2 separate regions of the Zea mays genome follow, and region 2 is linked to region 1. Evidence: chromatin contacts called from public Hi-C data. All regions are on one chromosome and are shown on one strand. Each heading gives the region's core, a stretch centred on a gene start, on an enhancer-like site or on the middle of the called end of the contact. The rest is flanking DNA. Distances are from core to core; before and after follow the strand shown. Region 1 holds the start of LOC100382556. Region 2 holds the start of LOC103643455 (probable methyltransferase PMT1).

Region 1 (3,603 bases), core at 541-3,040:
TGTCACTGTCACAACGACCTACATTTGGAATCAAGGGGTAGTTTTTAGTTTCAAGGCTCATGGCTGTAAATTAGTAAGGTTAGATACGACTAGAAAAGGTTTCCGACTTTCTGTTTACTGCTAAGTCTGTAATCACTTATAATGCTTCCTTTTGAAATTCTAGACTAGTGAATTCACTTCCAAATTATGTAATTATATGAAAAATAATATGATACACAAATACTTATATGTGTTTTTACTTTGTGCAAATACTATTTTGTATTTTTAAGCCGCTTTAGTGGTCACAAACCGCAATACAACTACATGGTGGCCCTATAACTTTTTTCCGCGATATACAACATAGATACTCTGTAAAAGAAACTTCACAAGACAGTACTTACATATAAAGAATCCTGTAATGATCGAAAAGCTTCTGAGGGTAACTCTTCGAAGTCCCTTTGTACCTACAAATAACATGGAATATTCAAGGTTACTGAGAAACATTGTGAAAACTAAGTAAACTATAACATTTCCAAATAAATCATGCAAGGTGCGGATACGTCTCTTTCTGTTTACCTTGCTTCTGAGGGTCTGAGAACAAAAGATGAGAGTTTCTAAATTACTGCTTTCATCATGAAGTAAACTGTCAGCTACCTGCATAAGAAGAATTAGAAAAACACTCAAATATGCTCAACTTGGCAATAAAATGGCTGCAATATAATACCATGTCGAAGAAAATTCATCTGACATAATCCAGAATACATTCCAAGCCGACAAAAAACTATACATTTTATACAAACACAATATATATACCCATAATAGATCAAGAAATTAGAAAACACTGAAAGAGTGTCATCTTTGGTGAATTCCCGCAACTTGCAAATGCGCACATTGCCAAATGCCAATGCACAACTCTATCCTCCATTCATCTTCTTAAATCATCACTTCCTAACAGAGTAACAGCAGTCTGTTCAAAGGCCTGGATAGCCAAAGCAACGCGTTACACATCCCAACCTCCAATTACAGGAGATGGACTAAGTTGAACCAGTCAGTGGCACACTGGCATCGCATCGAACTCGCATAGAAGTCCTATAAAAGACACTTGGATGAAGCTCAACTTGTAGATTTAGGTCATCAGCATTCACTACAAAGTAGTAACCCTAATCTAGAAGGAATTGACTGGATTGAAAAGTAAACTGTACCTAAAATATCCAGTCTTTGAGTTTTCCAAACTAACGCACACCAACTGAGACCAAAACCCTCAGCTGTAGCACACACACTGTGCAGTCTGCAGGGGTCAGAACAAAATGCCACTCCTATAAATCTAATCGCGATCCCCACCTTCTCCTATGGAGCTAGCTTCGGACAGATTGCAGAACCACTCCGAACGGTAATACAATTCACACTAGCTCAGGCCGAATTCACACGACTACATGAAAATTCCCCTCTGAGCCAACCCAAGTTAGCAGCGTCCGACTCCCTAAACTCAGAAACCAACCCTCACCCAGCTCAGGACACGAACAGGAAGAGAGCGAATCGAGAGAAGCGTGCGCACACCTGCCAGGCGTCGAGCGTGTGCTGGAACTCCTGAAGCCAGCGATCGGCGGCGGTGCGGATGGCGTCGTCCGGGTGGTGATACAGCGCCGCGAGCGCCTCCTTCACCGTCGCCGTCGCCGTCGCCTGCGCTTCCATGACAGCGACGGCGTCGCCCAGCTCTAACCCTCCCTCAGCCGCCTACTTCTCTCTCTCCACGCTAACCTCCCGAAGTATTCCTCCGGCGAGCTGGTTGGATCTGGCGAGGGATTCGTCGGGTGGGTAGGGTTTAACAGAGGAAATTTTGAAACTAGGTGAGGATGGGAGCAGACAAGTCCGGCCGTGGTTTGCGTTGCGCGTGCCTGCGCGATTCGACGAGTATAGACGGACTTGTTTAAATTTTCCTTTCTTTTTTGTTTGGCTTTTGCGCGGTAATTAATTTTCGTTGTGATGCTGGGTGTGAGTTGGCCGTCTGTCTAATGCACGTGGGCTCTGGTCTGGCGTAATGATGGGAGCTTATTAGTTGTCGATGGTTGTTCATTCATACAAGAGGCCACGAGAATTGGATATCTTTATTTTCTTTAGTGTTTTGACGATCGTGCTCTTGTACTAACTATTAAGAATGCAGTGTAGACTGTCCTCGCTTCCTACCCGCACGCGTAACTGCCTCCCGCATCACACGCCTAGCCGCCGCGAAACCCCCGCGCTCCGAGATCTCGCATCCGCCGATTCCGCCGCCACCACCTCCTCCTCTCCCCCTCACCGCGCGTCCGCATCCGCCGATTCCGCCACCTCCTCCTCCTCCTCGCTCCATCTATGGAAGGCCACCACGCAACAGCCCATCTCCGCTCTACTCACCTCGATTCCCCCCATGGCCATGGCGACAATGGAGGCCACCACGCTGACAGCGCTGCTCAAGGAGGCGGTCGCCGCCTTCCCGACCCGTCGCGTAGTTGTCGTACCGGGCAGGCTGGAGCTCACGCACGCCGCCCTCGACGCTCTCATCGACGCGGCGGCCGCACAACTCGCCGCCGACGCCAGATTTCTCCCGGGCCACGTTGTCGCGCTCTCCTTCCCAACACCGTCGAGGTTCGTCTCCTTTCGAATTCGATCGATCATGTTCCTGCCTGCGCGACGCAGAGCCCCAGAGTAGCAGGAGTCGGGACCTGACGCGCGTGCGAACGCGGTCTGTATGTACACAGCTGGTGGTCATGTTCGTGGCGGTGATCCGCGCGCGCGGCGTGGTGGTGACGCTCAACCCGGCTACACACAGGAGGAGTTCGAGTTCTACCTCCCCGACTCGGAGCCGCGCCTCCTCGTCACCAACGCGGAGGGCAACGTGGCGGTGCAGGCGGGCGCTGCCAAGCTCAGGCTCGCCCACGCCGCCACCAGCCTCCACGACGCGGCCGACCCTGTCCACCTCGCCGACCTCCCGGTCCCGGCTCTGGAGAACGGGTCTCACATCGGTGGTGCGGCGGGCTCTCTCTCCCCCGGCGCTATCGCGCTCGCCTGCTCCCTCTACGCCCCATCTGCTGCGAGACCCTCGGCGCGCTCCTTGACCCCAATGACATCGCCTTCCTCACCAATCGCGCCACCGCCTACCTCCACATGGGCAAGGTCTCTCCCGGTTCGTGTTCCCACTCTCCGTTCCCACATGAGGCAATGAACCATGGTGCTCTCCAACTATCCACAACGCTCTCCTTCAGTATGTGGCCCCACTGCCATCAACAACGACGCCGCCCCACTGCATCCATGGACACCGGGAAAGACGATCAACTCAGAACCTCCTCAAGGCTCCGTCCCTCTACGCCACGCGTGGGGTCTCCCACTGTCACACTAACCCTCACCTTCAACCTCAAGGACTCTCCGATTTTCTAGCAGGTTTATGCAGGATTTGTCTCCCTCTTGTACTCCGATTTTTCTTTTAATGTGATTTTATGACTTATTTGGTGGATTTTAATTCTTATATTTTGGCTGCGATTTGGGACGAATTTCTTGAAGGATTTTGGTGATAGAACATGTGAGGAGACTTCTTAATCTTTAGTTGATTTAATCCCCTCAAGCGCCTTCGTTTTTGGTTTCCCCAAAAAT
Region 2 (3,747 bases), core at 529-3,028, 200 kb after region 1:
TATCTCATGCAAGATCTAATTGGAATAAAAGAACACTTTGAGAGAAGAGTTAGATCAGTAGTGACCTTATAGCCATGTGGTGGAGGAATCAAGCAATTAAAACGCCTTTCAGGTGGAGGGCAATGCCTCTCATAGTGCTCCATCAGGTTTAAATCCAGCTTCAGCCTCATTTGATATATCAAGTTCCGATCCAAGCAGGGGATCAGCTCAGAGTGCCGGTCATCACACACCTAAACACCCAATAAAAAACACTTACAATCATGAATAGACAATCCACAAAAGAAAAGGACTGATCACTCGTTGGGACTTACAAGAAAGCTCTTAGGCTTGACATCATCTGCATCCCCGGTTCCAAAAATGGACTCTTCAGAACCATCATCACTGCCCCATCCAAGTGACCGTGAGAATTTGGTCCCGTACTCAAATGCGGTGCTCCCAGCCTGTCCATTGGAGCCCGAGAAATACAAGAAGAGGAGGCATAGGCACACGATCATCACACAGCACAGCACAACCGGCTTGCTGTTCCCGGAGTCATTTCTCCCCCTCATCTCGGATCCTAACTTGCCTTGCCCTCCCTCTAGTAAGCACAGGCCCCAGGATTCATAAACGACTGACTGGAATTCCTCCCCTCTCAGTCACAGATCTGCAAAGAACATCAATCCTCAGAAACAACCCTATCACTGTCAGAAGCTATCAGTAAACAAGAAACCCTACCACAAACACACAACCTGCAGAACTGAAACCAAGATGGAAGCCTCCGAAGAACGGAAATCGTTGGGAAGAATTAAATTCTCCAATCAAACGCCACAAGACATGTCCAATATGCAATTAAACGGGGAATTTCCTGTCAAGTAAGCCAACCTTCAGTGCCCAAAGCTGAAAAAGAAACAGCAGCAGCAGTGAAGTGGGGGACAGAACACAAAGAGCAAAGACCACCACCCCTTTAAATAAAGCTCCCTTTTGCGGGGTTCCGATCTCGGGGGTTCTTGTTGGAGGAAGCGGGCTTGGAGTTCGGTTCACCCGCACCGAAACTTACGAACTTGGATTAGGCGGCAGAGCATACACGGAAAAGAAAATTCGGATTTGACGCTTTTTTTTATTAGGCAACCAGACGCATAAAAAAACTTTGAATTTGACGCGGTTCAAATGCGCGACAGCGACGAGCACCACTGCGGCAGGGTACAGCAGTGCGACGCGTGATGGAAGTGGAATACGTGCGGCGCAAGAGCAGAAACAGATTGAAAAATCGCAAACTAACCACTTGAACGCGCAGCCTACTCCCAAAACTGACGAAACCAACTGAATCCTAATAGACGAGAAAAACACCGAACGGAAGCAACAACAGCACGGGATAGAAAATCCACCGCGACCGCTGCGCAGGCACCGGGCTGAAATCGCGCAAGCGAGCGCGCGTATCCACGGCTGCTGCTACCTCCGGCGAATCCCGTCGGCTCCGAGGGAGCGCCGGGCCATGCGAACGGCGGCAACAGATCGAGCAAGGCTGCCCCGCCCGAGGCGGCGGCCCGCATTGCGTCGCGGGCCGGCCGAGAGGAGGGAAGGGGTGGAGGGACAGAGCAATGCACCGTATCGCGGGTCGCAGCGCCACCGCGGGGCGCGGTCGTCTCCGGTCTCAGGGCAGGGTCGGGGCGGAGAGGCAACCAGTCGCGGGGCGAGCGAGCGAGCGAGAGCCAGCGGAAGGCCTCGACTTGCGGGGTAGTCGGGTAGAGCGAGCGAATGTGGGTATTGGCCTATTGGATGAAAGCTGGGCTGCGGTGAGTTAGTGGCAGGATGACGACGACGCGGGGATTAATAATTAATAGTAACATGACAATTAACTATAGATGTTTAATAAGCACGAGGCACGCGAGCCCGACACAAAGCCCGTTGTTTGGGTCTGGTTTGAGCCCGGCACGGCCCGGTTCTATGCGGGTTCGGACCGGCCTAGACAGAAAACTAGGCATGGTAGGCTAGCACAGCACGGCCTATTTACCCTAAACCCGTTAAATCCGTTTTTTTGCACTAAAACGTGTTTACCGGCCCGTTTAGCTGCTTTTCGGTCCGCTTTTTCGTGCTAAACGGGACAGCCCGACCTGTTTAGGCCCACTGCGGGCCGGGCTCGACCAAGAAATCGAGCCTGTGGGCTTAAACGGTCCGGCCTAGTTTTCTAACCGTGCCTGGCGGGTCGGGCCCAGGCCGGACCGGGCCGGGCGGCCCGTTTGGCCATCTCTACAATTATCTGAGCCCAGCAGATTTTCACGGATCGGTTTATGAAAGTAAAAAATAGACAAAAACGGATTTAGATTGTATACCGCGGCTGCTTATCCATCCTACCTTTCGTCATATCTCTTAAGGCTAATTTGAAAGCCACAAAACCTAAAGGGATTGAAGAATCTAAAATTTCACTTATTCAATTTGAATAAAAGGGGGATTTTAGTCCCTTAAAACACTCTGGTATTTTAACTCCTAAATTAGTCCTAATTTTAAACTTAGATCTCGTTTGGTTTCAGGGAGTAAAGATTATTAGTCTCTTCATTTTAGTCTTTAAATTATCAAACGGTGGGACTAAAACATAGACTAAAATAGTCTCTAGTGACTAAATTGTCAAACAGTGGGAGTGACTAAAAAGAATTAAATCATATTAATTTCACTTTTCACCCCTCATTTATTTCAATTGCACTATTTTTGCGGGAAAATGCTAAAAGGCATTTTGGTCTTTTTATGATTCATTTAATGTGTTCTTGATACTTTAGTCCCTACAACCAAAGCAGCGCAGAGACTAAACTTTAAGACTCGTTTGGTTTGAAAGACTAAAGATTAGTTTCTCTATTTTAGTATCAATTAATCACTAAATTGTCAAACAATGAGACTAAAATAGAGACTAAACAGTTTGTCTCTAGTCTCTCGAGAGGTGACTAAAAGTGACTAAATCATATTAATTCCACTTTTGCCCTCCTTTATTTTAGTTGAACTAATGGCGGGAGAATGCTAAAGGGTATTTTGGTCCTCTTATGAATCATTTAATGCGTTCTGAATACTTTTAGTCCCAAGAACCAAACAGGATAGAGACCAAACTTCAGTCATTTAACTAAACTTTAGTCCATAGACTAAAGAACCAAACCAAACGAGCCATGTTTGATTTTCTTAGTCCATACTAAAGTTTAGTCCATAACTCGTTTGGTTATAGAGACTAATAAGTAGTAAGAACACATTAAACGACTCATAAGACACTAAAAATGCTCCCTTAACATTCTCATACTACTAGTGCAATTGAAATAAATGAAGGGCAAATATGAAATTATTATGGTTTAATCCATTTTAGTCACACTTTGAGGGACTAGGGACTAAAGCAGTTTAGTCTCTATTTTAGTCCCACTATTTGGCAATTTAAAGACTAAAGGCTTGTTTGGTTTGTGACTAAATATGTCACACTTTGCTTAAGATTAGTCGTCCGAATTGAATAACTAACCTTACGCAAAAAAAAGTTACATAAACTATGGCAACTTAGCTAGCGAACCAAACATGACTTAAATGTGATTAAAATAGAGAAACTAATCTTAGTCCCTAAAACCAACCAAACGGGCCCTAAAGTAACCAAACAACTCTTAAAACTGTACAGCCGTGAGTACGAGGAAGAGCTGGATGCTGAGAGGAACAGAATAAATCTTAGATTAGCATCAGATTTAGCGGCGTTGGTTGGGAATTTTGGACAGAATATTTCTGTCGGCGTCCGTCTAGTGGTGCCACTGT

The links. A called contact is a pair of places that touch in the nucleus more often than the background predicts.
Region 2: a Hi-C map of tassel shows a contact between it and region 1, with 3 times the contacts expected there. The contact joins the promoter of LOC103643455 here to the promoter of LOC100382556 in region 1. A contact is called at or near these places in 8 of 25 Hi-C or Micro-C datasets (bundle sheath, ear, leaf and 2 more) and 1 of 3 datasets of contacts at active chromatin or transcription factors (leaf).

Annotation. Positions count from the first base shown.
Region 1 is chr1:237,225,699-237,229,301 of Zm-B73-REFERENCE-NAM-5.0, forward strand. It overlaps LOC100382556, which reads right to left and starts at 1,791. Exons shown (of 27, transcript NM_001361666.1): 1 at 1,537-1,791; 2 at 556-633; 3 at 381-443. The coding sequence starts at 1,671.
Region 2 is chr1:237,422,494-237,426,240 of Zm-B73-REFERENCE-NAM-5.0, forward strand. It overlaps LOC103643455 (probable methyltransferase PMT1), which reads right to left and starts at 1,779. Exons shown (of 8, transcript XM_008666650.3): 1 at 1,584-1,779; 2 at 312-643; 3 at 66-230. The coding sequence starts at 548.